2 separate regions of the Gossypium hirsutum genome follow, and region 1 is linked to region 2. Evidence: chromatin contacts called from public Hi-C data. All regions are on one chromosome and are shown on one strand. The core of a region is the stretch at or near the end of the contact, and the rest is flanking DNA. Distances in the headings are between cores, read along the strand shown. Region 1 overlaps LOC107922578 (zinc finger protein SHOOT GRAVITROPISM 5). Region 2 has its middle 7.3 kb from the start of LOC121214139.

Evidence for each region. A called contact is a pair of places that touch in the nucleus more often than the background predicts.
Region 1: a contact with region 2 is called in a Hi-C map of fibers, with 4 times the contacts expected there. The contact joins two enhancer-like sites. A contact is called at or near these places in 6 of 34 Hi-C or Micro-C datasets (fibers and leaf).

What each region holds. Positions count from the first base shown.
Region 1 is chrD01:42,302,383-42,309,418 of Gossypium_hirsutum_v2.1, reverse strand. It overlaps LOC107922578 (zinc finger protein SHOOT GRAVITROPISM 5), which reads right to left. Exons shown (of 3, transcript XM_016852668.2): 1 at 6,818-7,036; 2 at 6,324-6,723; 3 at 4,974-5,881. The coding sequence starts at 6,938. The coding sequence ends at 5,161. Among protein-coding and RNA genes, the nearest start is that of LOC107922578, 3.7 kb to the right of the region's middle. Within about 2 kb of position 3,563, at least 6 of the 9 cell types and tissues checked have an H3K27ac peak or open chromatin away from gene starts, as enhancers often do. A contact at or near this core is called in fibers, where this site is marked.
Region 2 is chrD01:42,051,626-42,059,150 of Gossypium_hirsutum_v2.1, reverse strand. No RefSeq gene overlaps it. Among protein-coding and RNA genes, the nearest start is that of LOC121214139, 7.3 kb to the right of the region's middle. Within about 2 kb of position 1,805, at least 4 of the 9 cell types and tissues checked have an H3K27ac peak or open chromatin away from gene starts, as enhancers often do. A contact at or near this core is called in fibers, where this site is marked.

The DNA of each region.
Region 1 (7,036 bases), core at 2,314-4,813, 250 kb before region 2:
GAAAATAAAGAATCTAAAACTCTATGAAATTTTGAACCTTATATTATTTAAAAGGTTAAAGATTTTGCGTTAAATGCCATTCATATATAAGCCCACCTATAGGCTAAAATGGGCTAAATTCGGGCCTCAATAGAGCCAATTCTTTGGGCCAGCCTACTCAAATTAACAATAAATACAAAAAAAAAACAAGTACGTTATTTTATTTGATACATATGTGGTTGATTTTATTTAACTTCACAAGCTATATTAAAATACTGTCACATCTTTGATTTATATATATATTTTATTTTTTATATATTATATTTGTGAGTTTTATAATTCTACTTATGGAATTAAAAAATTTATGCATCAAATAATTATCAAAATTTTTATTAATATTTCTATTAAAAAAATTAAAATATAAGTTAAAAGCCAATCATTTCTTATAAAAAAAAGTAACCGTTTATTTTTTTATAAAGAAAATACACTATTCGATCTTCAAAAGGGAAACACTATTCTTCTAAAACGAGCCCTATTCTAGTATATTAGCATGGAATTCAATCTGTATGGTTATGTCCAATGTTAAAAGGCCCTTAAGTGTTAGGCCCAAACTTGGAGCTTTGGATCAAATAAAGCCCACATTTTTGCGAGGTTTTCTTAAGTTTAGGCAATTTAATTTATAATTTACCTTCCAAATCTAAGAGAATTTATAATATTATCGTATAGGAATTTTTACTTATTATTAGCATATAAATAGGGGTGATTTATCAAATTATAAATTAATATATGATAAAATTATAATTTAGACATTATAAAAACTATAAAATTATATACTAATACATTAACAAAATTCTATTTTAACTCTCGTAAATATATATAACTTAATTTTTTTTTAAAAAATCTACCTTCACTTGTTAGTAAGGTGAATAGAAATTTAATTATTTTAATTTTAATTTCTCATTGCAATCTAAGAGAGGATGATATCTCATCCTCCCGTAAGTTGTGAATACATTTATTATAAAAATTGAAGGAGATAATTATTGATACAAATTGTATGAATTGTTGGATAAAAGCCTTAGAAATATGTGATAACTTTTTAAACTTTTTCAACATAAAAGTATCATACAATAAACAAGTATTAGGAGGTAAATTACATTTTAGTTTTTTTAATAAAAAATTATATATTAGTCATTATAAGTTAAATTAAAAAGTAAATTGGTCATTTCTATTAAAAACATCACAAATGTTTACTGTTAAAAACTAGTGTGGCTGACAGATCAACCATATAGTAACATGTGATGTGCCACGTGTATCTCATGTTGACATATAGGGACCCATTTTTACTAGTAGAAATTGATAGAGTTTTTAATAGAATGACCAATTTGCTTTTTAATTTAACGTATAATGATTAATTTGTCCATTTTTTTAGTAAAAAAGGTAAAATGCAATCTAACTCCTAGTACAATACCTCCCATAGTACTTTTACTTTTTTCAACATATTATCATTTTCTATGGGCTTAAATCACGATTTGGCCCCTAAAGTATACTCAATTGCTCACTTTGGCACCTAAACTTTTTTTTCTCAAATTTGGTACCTAAATTATCGATTTTCTCTATTTTTGGTCCATTTTGTAACGACCATTAAAAAAATCCATTAGGCAACTTTGCCTAATGGAAAAGAGCCACGTAGCAATTAGGTTTATTTAAAATGAAAACATTGAATTTAAATTAAAAATAAAAAATTATTATACTAAATATTTAAATATTAAAAACACTTTTGACTTTGATCAAGTGTTGAACGACGTTGACTGATCGTTGACCCGACGTTGATTGATCATTGAACGACGTTGATTGACTACGTGGTGCTATTAGAACACGTCAAGTGCCCCCTTTTATTTTTTAATATTAATTAAAAATATAAAAAATTGTATATAATAAATATAATTTTAAAAAAATTAAAAATAGTTTTTTTATAAAATTTTAAAATATAGAATTATAAATTTTAAAAAGTCAAAATAATATATAAAAATTATTATAAAAGTTAATATATATTTTAATTCCAATTTTTATAACATTTTTAATTTTAATTTATTATTTTAAATTTTTACAATTTATAATTATATATTTTAGAATTTTATAAAAAAAATTGTAAACTTTTTAAAATATATACTATAAATGTTTAATATTATAATTTTCTTTGTACAAAAAAATATTATAAATTTTTTATTTAAATTTTTTTTATTTTAAGTAAAGTTAATTGCTATGTGACATTTTTCCATTGACCAAAGTTGCTTAATCGATTTTGTTTAATGACCATTACAAAATGGACAAAAGATAGAGAAAATTGGTATTTTGAGTACCAAATTGAGATATACCAAAGTGAAAAAATAAATATATTTTTAGAGTTAAACCGTGAATTAAGCATTTTGTTTATATTCCTAATAAAAAATGAAGGAAGGATGATGGGAAAAGTAAGTGATACATTTATTTATTTTTTTCATATTTTTCATTAAAAAAACAGATATTATTATGTATTTCTCCTTTCTTTTCTTTTTTTTTTAATATGAAGATTATGAAATATCTTTTTTTTCTTTTATTGATAATTTGTTTCTCTTTTCCTTAAATTTTTGAAGTTTTGACTAAACCAAAACTATGTGTTTGTTGTGGTTAATTTAGTATCCTAACAAAAATGTATTAGTTCCTTCTCCCATCCCACTCATTGATTTTCTTTTTATTTTATTTTGGCTCATTTAGATCATAACAAAATTTGCATTACAGGAAACTGTATTATAGAGGATTGAAATGGTTGAAAGATTACTACGCATTTCTAAAGTTATTTGATTCAACGAAGGTCTTTTATTGTTTTATATTCTTTTAAATCAAACCAAATAAAAATTACATGATATAACTTTTCTTTAATTGAATCAAAGTAAGAGCTATGAAATATAAGTTATTCTAAAAGTGCTATCAAATAAGATTAAGACAAGGAGGAGACAAACCAACTTTTCTCAACAATACAACTATATTTATATAAAATAATAATTAAAAGTATCTGTTTTTATTTTATTTTGGGTGGCGAAGGGCACTGCTTTTATTTCTTTCCAATTTGTTGAACTAAATGTGCGACTCCACCTGATCTTTCTTAATGTTTAACCTCCCTTCCTCTCCATTTCAATTTCATCCCTCTTTTAACTGCCATAGAGTTAAAAGTTACTTTTTTTAATTCCTTTCTATATATATATTTTTTTAAATTTTATTTTGGGTACATTAGTAAGTGCATGAGCTGTTTGTTTAAAATCATCCCCCAAAGCAAGTGAAAATAACGTAAGTGCCATTCATAGCTATCCGATGAACAAAAAAGGAAAAGGGAAACTGCGTTAAAAGGTGGGGAAAGAGCTGCCCGTGGTCCCAAACCCAAGATCTAAGCCTTAACCCCTTCATTTATAAATAAATAATAAATAAAGAACCCAGAAAACATAAAATAAAATAAATAATGGAAACCCTTCTGGGCTGCTTCACCTTTGCCTTTGGCTGAACTAAAATACCCTACACAGGCACAGCTAGTGCTACATATATATATGGTGTTGAAGGATTGAACCATATAGTTGAAGGATTGAAGGGCGCAAATATGGTGGTAGAGGAAAGTAGTTCTTTTGCTACAACTGCTATTCATTTAATTTTTGGCTCAAATGAAAAACAAAATTTAATGGGAAAGGGCAGTGTGTCCCTCTGCTCTGCCATAGCTGCTGCTGAATCTGATAAAGTGTGAGAGAGAGTGTGTTCTTTAAGTGAATTGGATGTGTTGTTTATGTTTGAGAAGGACCATTGCCTGTCTATAACCATTTCAACTGTGGCACTGAAAAACATGGTGTTTTTATAAGCATTTAAAAGGACACAAATGCAATGAAAATGACATTCCTTTCCCACCCTCCCTCCTCTCTCTTCCTTTCTTTTCTTTTACAACATTCAATTTGGGGTTGAATCTATGGGTCACCATCTTTGAATGGTTCCTTCCTATTTTCTAGCTAAAATGGTCCCCAATATGTGTAAAAACTCCAATACCCCAAAGAGAGGATTTTCATATTCTATGTGTCGTTCATTCATTTATATTTTCATTAAGAAGACAAAAAATAAACATAAGCTTGGCTTACATTTACATACAGACCCTTTGAAATTTAAATTTGCCTAAAATCTAACAAGCAATCCAAGCATTATGTTTTGAACTCTTCTTCTTTTTCTTCCCATTATTTTAATGCTTCCGACAAAAACAAAAAGAAAAATTTATAAAGGGAAAAGCCGCATCAACCGGCTATAGTATTAGGGGAAAGATAAATCCAACACCCTTTGTTTTGTTGTTATCCTTAATTTTTTTTTCAATGTTTTGTTTTTATTATAAACTTTACACATTTTGGTCCAAGTATAACGAAAACCCATCGTGAGCTGCTGAGCAAAAATACAACTTACAAATTTTGTGAGCCTCAGCCTGTTTTTCTTTTTCCTTTTTATCTTACTTTAGTAGGAAAACCCATCATAGAGAGTTCTATTCTCAATTTATGGTCTAATCCGGTTCAACTTTAAATATAGTCAGAACTTGTATATCTCGAAATATATTGTAACAAAACATATATGTCAGTGCCTAATCTAGGATTATTCAATAAGTTTCACACACACACACACACACACAAGTATATATAAGGCTTAGGCTAGTGGCTAGAAGAATAATCTGAAATGATTGGTTACTCTCCAAGCTTTATGATGGGATTCAGCATATTTGAAGTCAAGCGGACGATAAAAATGTGCCCTGATGTTTAAAACATTCACATGGCATACCTGCAGGTGTAGCAGTGCAATAAGCGGTTGAGAAAATCTCAAGGCATGACCATTTGTTCATATATCTTATATAGATACTGTACGTCACACTGCATTTAATTAAATTGCAATGTCTACCCCCCCCCTTTTTTTTCTATTAAACAAATGAAGATATAGTAAATCGATTCAAGAACTGCTTAAAACGACCATTTTCTTCTTCTTTTTCTTATATCAAATCCACGATAGTGGTTAGAATAAGTGAAGAAAAACTAGTTGACAAAGCAAAGAAAAACTCAACATGCAGATCAAAGAACAAAGAGATTTAAGGGCTAATGGGGGTTGATCATTTATCATTGCATGATCAACTTGCCGTCACTCTCCTTCCCCTTCTGTTGTGGCCGAAGACATGTAACTCATAGCAAGTGAGGTCTCATCATCTGGACCAGCAGCTGTTGATGTTTGGAACTGATGCTTGCAAGTTTGACAAGTGATCTGCATGATTGTAGCACTTATCTTCTTTGTGGCTTGATCTTTCAAGGCTTGAGCTTTCTCCAGTTCACCTTGCGCTTGTTGCCTTATCCTCTTTGCACTAGCGAACTCAAGCTCAGCCATCTCGATCTGCCTCTTAGCTTCTTGTCTAGCCTTTTCGGCGTAGGCCTTCTCGGCCATGGCCAACTTTAGCTGCCCACTTGCGAACTCTTTCAACCTAGTAGCTTCCAATGTCGTTTCACTTGCATTCTTTTCACCACCGTCGTTGGACCCTATCGATAGCTTCAAATGTGTAGCGTACTCCTCATCTGAATCCCTCGAGTTAGCGGTTGATGAAGGTAGAAGTTGAAGTTCAAGATTGTGTTGCAGTTGTTGGCGCTGATGGTCTGAACCAGACACACGCTTGTACAAGAAAACAGGCTCCGTTGATTTTGTTATCGGCAATCCATGCAATGGGGCGATGCTAAAGTTGGCATCGCTTGAAGGACTAGTGCTTGAAGCCGTTCGAGAGGAGCAGGCTGCTGCAGGTTGCAGCTGCGCCTGCAACTCAGGTTGAACTCGTCGAATGGTGCAAGCATCTTGGTGTTCAATGAAACTCTCCACCCTGAAACGACACAGATTAGATGAGAATTTGGACTGTTCCATTTTTAAATAATCAAGTTTGGATTATACAGACTAAGTCAAGGAAGCAACCAAGTCCTCTTCATGTAGGGTTAACGAGGAACAAAGCAATATAAAATTGACTTTAGTTAACTATAGGTCGGATTATGAGACTAGGTTTCCTGTATTAAAATACTAATTAAAAAATGAACTGGGGTCTGAATTCTAGTGTCTGTAAACGACTATTTTGCGTGTAATTGGGTTTTAATTAAGTAAACAAACAAAAACATGTTATGGGGAATAGGGAAGAGGAAATCAATCTTGGATTTCGTTTTTTAGGATAATTTTGAGGGTATTTTTAGGGTTTGAATGTGGAAAAAAATTGAGAGGAAAGAGGAAAGAGGAGGTTGTATTTTGGGGGTATGAAGAAGTGAAGTGAGAGTGACCTGGAAAAGACACGGCCACAGTCACAAGAATGGCCTCGGGTGCCACAAGTCTTGAGATGAGCCTTGTAATCAGACTGAACAGCGTAACCTTTAGAGCATTTCTCGCAAACCCACTGTTTCTGATTGCTGTGTTTCCGCCGGAAATGTTTCTTGATGCCAACCAGATCACCTAAAGCATGGCAAGGGTCATGGTGCAAGCAGGTTGGCTCGGGGCAAACGAACACCCTCTTCTTCACCTCTTGTGATTCCCTTTTCAGCAGCTTCCATGGCACCTTATGCCTTCTCCTATGCATTTGCAGGTTCTGGTCTCTTTGAAACCCTTGGTTGCAGATCTCACAAACATATCTATCCGATTCCAGCAACGTTTTTGGAGATAAAGAAACCACCTCTGCATCAGGATCTACAAACACAAAATCAATTCAATTATGAACAAAACAAAAAACAGAAGAATAGGGTATTAAACTAATGAATTAAAACATATAAGCTAGTACAACCTGGGGTGCCTGCTGGCTTTCTTTTTCTTTTATGGGTGGCCCCATTTTCCAAAGGAGTGAGGGGATCAGAGGAGGAAGATGGAAGGGGTGCAGCAGAAATTGAAGAGTTGTTGTCTAACATAGTGATGGTTGCAGTTCACTATATGTGTTGTGTGGGTGATGGAGTTTGAAGTGAAAAAACAAATCAATCAATCTTGCTTTAGCTGTACAGGTGGTGGA
Region 2 (7,525 bases), core at 556-3,055:
TCGGCTTACTTGGTCTGATATTTGAGCTCAAATTTTAGATTCTTATCACCAAAACTCCAAAATAAAATAGATTTTTCAAGAGCTCCAACACTAGTCCCAATCACAACCTAAGTATTCTTATGATGGTTTAGTCCTCAGGAGAAAGGGGAAGGTTGTGGTGGGAAACAACAATATACTTAAGAGGACTCTTTTTTATCTCTTCCATAGAGGAGCCATTGGGGGACACTTGAGTACTTAGGCTATAAAACATAGATTGGCTAGTATTTTTTACTAGAAAGGACTTTTAAGGGATGTAAGAAAATAAGCTAGGGAATATGTCACTTGCCAAAGGTGTAAGGGGGATAATGCAACTTATCTTGAGAAGGCTTGGTCAAACATCAATAAGGATTTTGTGGAGGGTCTGCTAATTTCAAAAGGGAAAAGTATTATCCTAGTGAAAGTCGATAGATTGACCAAGTATGGTCATTTTATAGCTATACCGTATCCCTTTATTATTGTTTCAGTGGTCTATGAGTACCTGCAATAAGTTTACAGGCTTCATGGTGCTCAAGAATTGATTTTTTCAGATAGGGATAAGGTATTTCAGAGTCATTTCGGGCAAGAATTGTTTAAGCATCTTGGCACACAACTTCATTTATCTATGACCTATCACCCTCAAATAGGTGGCCATATTGAAGTCCTAAACAAATGTCTTCAAGGCTATTTTATGTGCATATCAGGCAAGAAGCCTTTTGATTGGACCACTTGGCTTCTTTTACTGAATGGTGGTACAATACCACATACCTGTCAGCTATAAAAATGACTCTCTATAAAGCCCTGTATGGGCAGGACCCTTCAGTTCATTTACCTTACCTTGCAAGGGTCTTTTGAGTAGCTGAGGTGGATAGAAGCCTTCAACACAGGGAAACTTTGAGGAATTTCTTGAAGTTTCATATAAAAAATGCCCAGGAAAGGATGAATCAGATGGCTGATAAGAAGAGATCAGACTAGGAGTTTCAAGTAGGGGATCTAGTGTATGTAAAGTTTCAACCATTTAAACAACATTCATTAAGGAAGTTTAGGAATCAAAAGCTTGCCCCAAGGTATTTTGGGCCCTATCTAGTGAAGTCTCGAGTTGGAAAGGTTGCTTACAAGCTGACTTTACTTGCAACTGCTAAGATACATTCCACATTTCATGTTTCCCAACTCAAAAAGGATGTTGGTTCAGCTGTATCATCATCTGTGCTCCATTCCACTCATTCAGATGGTTTTATTTCCAATGAACCAATTTAGATTCTAAATGGGAGGATGGTCAAAAAGGGGAAAATAATTGTTATAGAAATGTTGGTGGAGTGGGTTGATGCTTTTCCAGAAGATTCAACTTGGGAAAATTGGAGTGAATTTCATCAGCAATATCCACTTTTTGATCCTTGAGGACAAGGAGCTCATTTGAGGGGAGGGTGTTTGTTATGAAACATTTGTCTACAAAGGTCAATGAATTTAAATGACCATTAATTTTATTTTTGTTCTTTCATTTCTGTTTAAGTTGTAATGTTAAACGCTGCATTTAGAGCCTAGGAACGTTCAATGAAACGATGCATTTTAGGTCCTAAGTTCATTAGTGAAACGATATGTTTTGGCAGCTGAATTAAAGATTGCCAGGCTGTAATTGGTCATTATTCTCTCATTTGATCATGAATGGGGGGTGACTGGTTAGTTATGAAAATTAGGAAAACTATTTCTCTCCTCTTCTCTCAAATCTCTCTCTCGACGCTCTTTTTCTTCCTCCTCTAATTTTCTCTTTTATTTTCGCACATTACAACCAATAGTTGTAGTAGACAGTGCAAGCGACGTTGATGAAATCGAGGGAAAGATCGACAAGAAGAAAACAAGTTAAGAAAAGAGACGGATGGAGAACAATGACGACGAGGGTTCATTATGGAAGAGAAAAGAGAAAGAAAAAGGAAGAAGAACAGAGGAAAAGAGAAAAAAAGAAAAAAAAAATGTTAAAATTTTCTCCTTTCTTTTGGATTATATTTTTTGGTATAATTAATTTGAGGTCGTTAGCATTATTTGAAATAAAAAATTCTTACAAATGCGACATGTGTCATCGTTTCAATGGTCCACATGTCTTGACAGATAAAAAATTAACAGGGGTAATCCGCGGTACCATATTGATAAACAATGTAAAAATACATGTACTACATTAGAATATTTGATAAAGTTCAAGTACCAAATATAAAATTACCCTTTTATTAAATACGTATCGTTTAAAAAAATATATGATTTGTCTATCTAAACTTGATAGGTTATGTATTTATATACTAATTTTCCAACTTACCAAACAGTCAGTTGCTCTCTTGTTTTTTTTGACCAACTCCTTGGAAACAAATTGGTGTCAAGGTTAAAAACAGTAAAACAAAATCAATAACTAGTATAGGATGAATAAAAAACAAGTGCTCTTGTGTTTTCATTTTTTTTTTTTTCATATTAGCTCCACTTGTTAGCTTGCGAAATAATTCTTATTAGAAGAAATATAACACAACCTTATGATTGCAAGACTTGAGCTTTTATGGAAATGATAAGATCAAATACTCTAATATTGTGAAAGATGGATTAAATAAGTATGAGAGTGTTAATAGTCTACTACATTAAAGATGTGAAAAGAGATGGAAAAGGTTGAATGTGAGTACAAAGGTTTGCTAGTAGAACCTCATATCTAAGATGCCATTTGAGTAGTTTCCTGAAAAAAAATCAATCAATACACTATAACAACTCAATAGTGGTACATCTTTAAAACAATTCTAAATTCGACCAGGATGAATGTCGTAGTGTTATTGTACTTTCCTTTTGGGTTTAGATATATGATGGTTGTTGTAAATCTTAATTATAACAACGTAAGTAGGTAGACAATTAATAGGAATGCCCTAGCCCCGCAAAAGGAAGAGAGATTGTTAAAGCAAAATTAGCTAATCGAATAATTGAAAATCTAAGCTTATTAACGATATTATTATTTTTTGGATTGAAAAGAGATGACCAAAAGTAAAATATAGAAAAAAAAATTACTTACCCATGTGAAAAATTAGAAAAAAATTACGTGGAAATTTCAAAAATTTTCACGTTAAATTTCTGTAAAAGATCTAACAACAATTAATAGAGGGTGATCAAAATATTTAATTTCGAAAAATTTAGTGACTAAATCAGAAAAATTAATAATTGAGTGACCAAAATAAAACGAAATTAATAGTTTAATGACTATTTTTGTATTTATAGTAAAATCTTTAATTTTTATGTTTATATAAAGATATAATGTAATTATATTTTGTGTCTCCATATCATATATATATATTATCTAAAGTAATATATTGATCCAAAAATGGAAACACTTCTAGGTAAGTTATTAAGATATTTGCCAAGTGACAAATGTTGGAAACTAACAAATTAATTATTGTATATAGGGTGACTAAAAAATATAATACAAATATATATATATTATTTAAAATAATAAATTGATCCAAAAATGGAAACAAATACTTTTAGGTAAGTTAGATATTTCTAACAAATTAATTACTGTATATATAAAAACTAACAAATATAAAAAATTATAAATATGTAAGTTTATAAATAAAAAAAGACACATATATGGAAACTAACAGTTTAAAATAATAATATAATATTTTATAATAAAAAATAACTATTATAATGATATACTCGAATTATTTTTTAAATCATTAATTATTTTTTAAAATATTACTGTTAACTTATTTTAAAAATTTCAATACTATTTTAAAAATACAATTAACAAATGTAAAAGTTTATATGAAATTTTAAAATGGTTAAACACGAATTTAAAAAATATATAAAGTATTGAAATATGTTTAACAATAGAGTTAATATACAAAACCTTGTTAGAATTTAAAAATATATATAAAGTATTGAAACATTGTGGCGTTGGACTACTTTATTTTCTTTTAATAAAAGCTTCGGTCTTCCCTTGAAAAAAGAAACAAGAATATCCCGCTTTGCAACGTTTACAAATAATTTTTTATTTTTAATATTTTTAAATGATTATATATATTAAATAGTAGTTAATTTTGAACTAATTGTTTTATTTTATTTATTTTAAATTAATTTAATTATTCTAAAATTAATTTTATAACTTTACTACAAATTAAAGAGTATAACGTTGTATCAATATTTAGAATTAGATTTGACAACTGACTTACTCATGAATACATTCAGTTAAAATTTTACATCAAAAATGATATCGAATAGAAATTTTAAAAAAAAAGAAATAGCCTAGCTTTAATATTTTTATCAAATTAGAAAATTTAAAATAATTTCATGGATTGTTGCTCAAGGAAATACAAATGTATGCTTTATTTCCTTTAATTTTAACAAACGTCAAGTGGGAAAACTTTTTATGTTTACGATTTCTTTTAATAAGAAAATGTTTCAAACTAACCATCGATTTTGCCTTAACAACTATGACGTGTGAAATTTAGATTACAAACTTCTATTAACCTGATAAAAAATAATCTATAAAATTTATATTATTAATAAAATCTCTTAGAGTTGGTGTCACCTTCAATTGAGTCACCAATTCAATTAAAATTACAAGAATGTCCTTCTGTAATTAAAATAAGTAATATTATTCGATGGTATTTTAATCTTTTCACTTAAATTTGAACCTAAACCAATTGCATTAGTAAACCATTTCATTTACCACTCAGCTAAAGTTTTATTTTGATTTTTTTATACATTTTAATTTTATTATGCCCACTTTATTATCTTTATCAGTTGCATATCTATACTTACTATTAATAAAATCCTTCACTGAAGTGGTGTCACTCTTAACCAGGTCACCAATTCAGTTAGGAAGTAACGAGAATACCCTTTCATAATTAAAATAAGTAATGTTATTCAGAGTATTTAGTCTTTTCACTTTTAAAAACCAATAAAAATATGCATTTTGTGGAATTTGAACCATCATAAATTGCATGAGTAAAATATTTAATTTGTCACTTAGCTAAAGCTTTATTTTGATATTTTTATACATTTTAATTGAATTGGTGTTACAAGTTAACTTGATACTAACTCAAGATTGATGACAACACCATGATAAATAATTTAATCTTGTTGGGGATAAACCCAATTTAAGCAACAAACAAGTAAAATAATGGAGAAGTTGAAAAGATCGAACACAAACATTTCAAGTGCAAAAATCCCTCCGAAGAGGATAAAAAATCACGAATAAAGATAATTTCACTAAAACGGCAAAAGTGAAGAGTACAAAAGATGGAGATAAAATTAAACCCTAAAACTCGAAATAAGAACCCTCAAAACATAAACATAAAAATCTCAGAAAGCTTGTAAAAGCTAATACCTAAATCTGTAATGGATTATTTTTCTAGGATAGAAAAAGGGTATATTTATAGGATAAATTTTTAGGTCAAATAATATTAAAATAACCCACACTAATTAGAGTTTAAGCGGGAAACTAAAAGATGAGTTTAACTGGGATAAAAAAAAGCCAAAAAATACAAGGCATAACTCCACAAATCTAATTTTTTCATTTTGATAATGTACATATTTAATGTGTTATTATTAATTAGTTTCAAACAATACATGTTATTATTTATTGTATGTTATTTAATGTACATATTTAATGTGTTATTATTAATTAGTTTTAAACCGTTGGCAAAGACTAAGATTACTTTGAAGGCCTAGGTTTGAGTTTCACCACCTGCAATGTCGTTTTTCAAATTCATCCATATATATACTCACACCATCAAATTTATATATTCAAAAAAAATATTACTTACATGAAAATTTGAAATCCAAAAAATGTAACTTACGAATACGTAAAGGATAATAAAATATCTTTTAAAACTAAAATCTTAAAAAGAACACTATGAAAAATTGAAAAAAAAATGTCGACATTAAATTTGTGTGATGATGGTGGCAGTGGACTTTGCTTGTTAAAAAACAAAACTATTAAGAATGTGCGGTGTAAGGATTTTAATGCAGATGCAGATATTGATATGGTGGTGGATTTGACTCCAGAACCAACACTTTCGTAGAAAGATAAGTTGTTGGGGAGAGGGGTCGTTGGATCTAGGAAGTCAGAGCTTCTTACTAGTTTTGCTGAAGATGAAGGATTCCAATTTTTGGAAGGTGATGTTACGAGGTTGGTTGTCAAATGGATCCCTTCGATTAATTTCTTAGATAGGATTCATCAAATCTTGATCAAGGACATGACTACCACGGTGGTCTTTAAATTATTGGGGCAAACTATGGCTATGTTGCTCTTCATAATAAGATTTACATTTTATGGAGGCCTTCCTTGTCATTCCAGTTAATGGACATCGAAAATGGGTATTTACTGGCGAAATTTTAGAGCACGGAAGACTCTGAGAAAGTGTTTTCACAAGGACCCTGGACCTTGGACTATAAACTTCAATCCATTATAGGCCTACCCGAGCATTGTAATGGCGTGGTTTCATTTGCCCTGACTCTTGGGGTTCTTGTACAAACGGAAGATCCATGAAGAGATTGAATGGATGATTAGAAAAGTCACGAAGTTGGATTTTAATACTGACAATAGAATGAGAGGGAGGTTTGCTCGAATGACAGTATACATTAACCTTGATAAACCATTAATTTCCAAGGTTTTGGTTAATGGTTCAATACAATAGGTTGAATACAAATCATATCTGATGGTTTACATTTCCTGTGGGTAGTTTAGCTACGTGAAAAATGTTGGAACGCTGGCACCCCTACGGCGCAGCAGAAAAATATAACACCCTGCAATCCTAACCATGGATCCATGTGTGAGGAACGAATCAAGGTGAAAAAGAGTTTCGAAATTACCGAATGGTGATTCTGAGTAGACAGCGATGCATCGGCAGTAAGTAATCTGGTCTACTATCGAACCAAGCCGCAATCTTTGATAACTCCGACCTCTACGTAATCCACCCAGTTTACTATGAACGGAACGAATCCCCAAACAGTTTTGGAGAAGACTTTGCTTTGACGGCTGCTAGACTCACCAAGCAAAGAAAAACGAGATTTTATATCTTATTATTTTTTTAGGGTTTCTCAAAATTAAATAAATATAATAATGTTTAAAAACTGAAAATTATAATTACATTAATTATAATAAAGATTTCGGTAAACTATATTTATTTATATACGAACCAAAATCATATTCTCATTATGTGTACAACAACCTTGTACATATACTGTGTTCTATATTTGATTACCCAATTAAATTAATTCTATAATTAATTTAATTCATGCGACAACCAAACACAATATCAATTATGTTTTATTTCGTTCATTTCAACTATAGGGTGTGACCCTGTAGGTTCTTGTAACGTTAGCAGTAATGTTAGAACGATTCCAATGTTACAAACAATGAGTGGCACCTAGCAATGCATCATTGCTACCTAAGTCACAAGAAATCATGATTCGACATAACCTTTTTATGATTAATCTTTTCATGCACTAATCCTTAAGTCCTTTATCTTTGGATTGAACACAA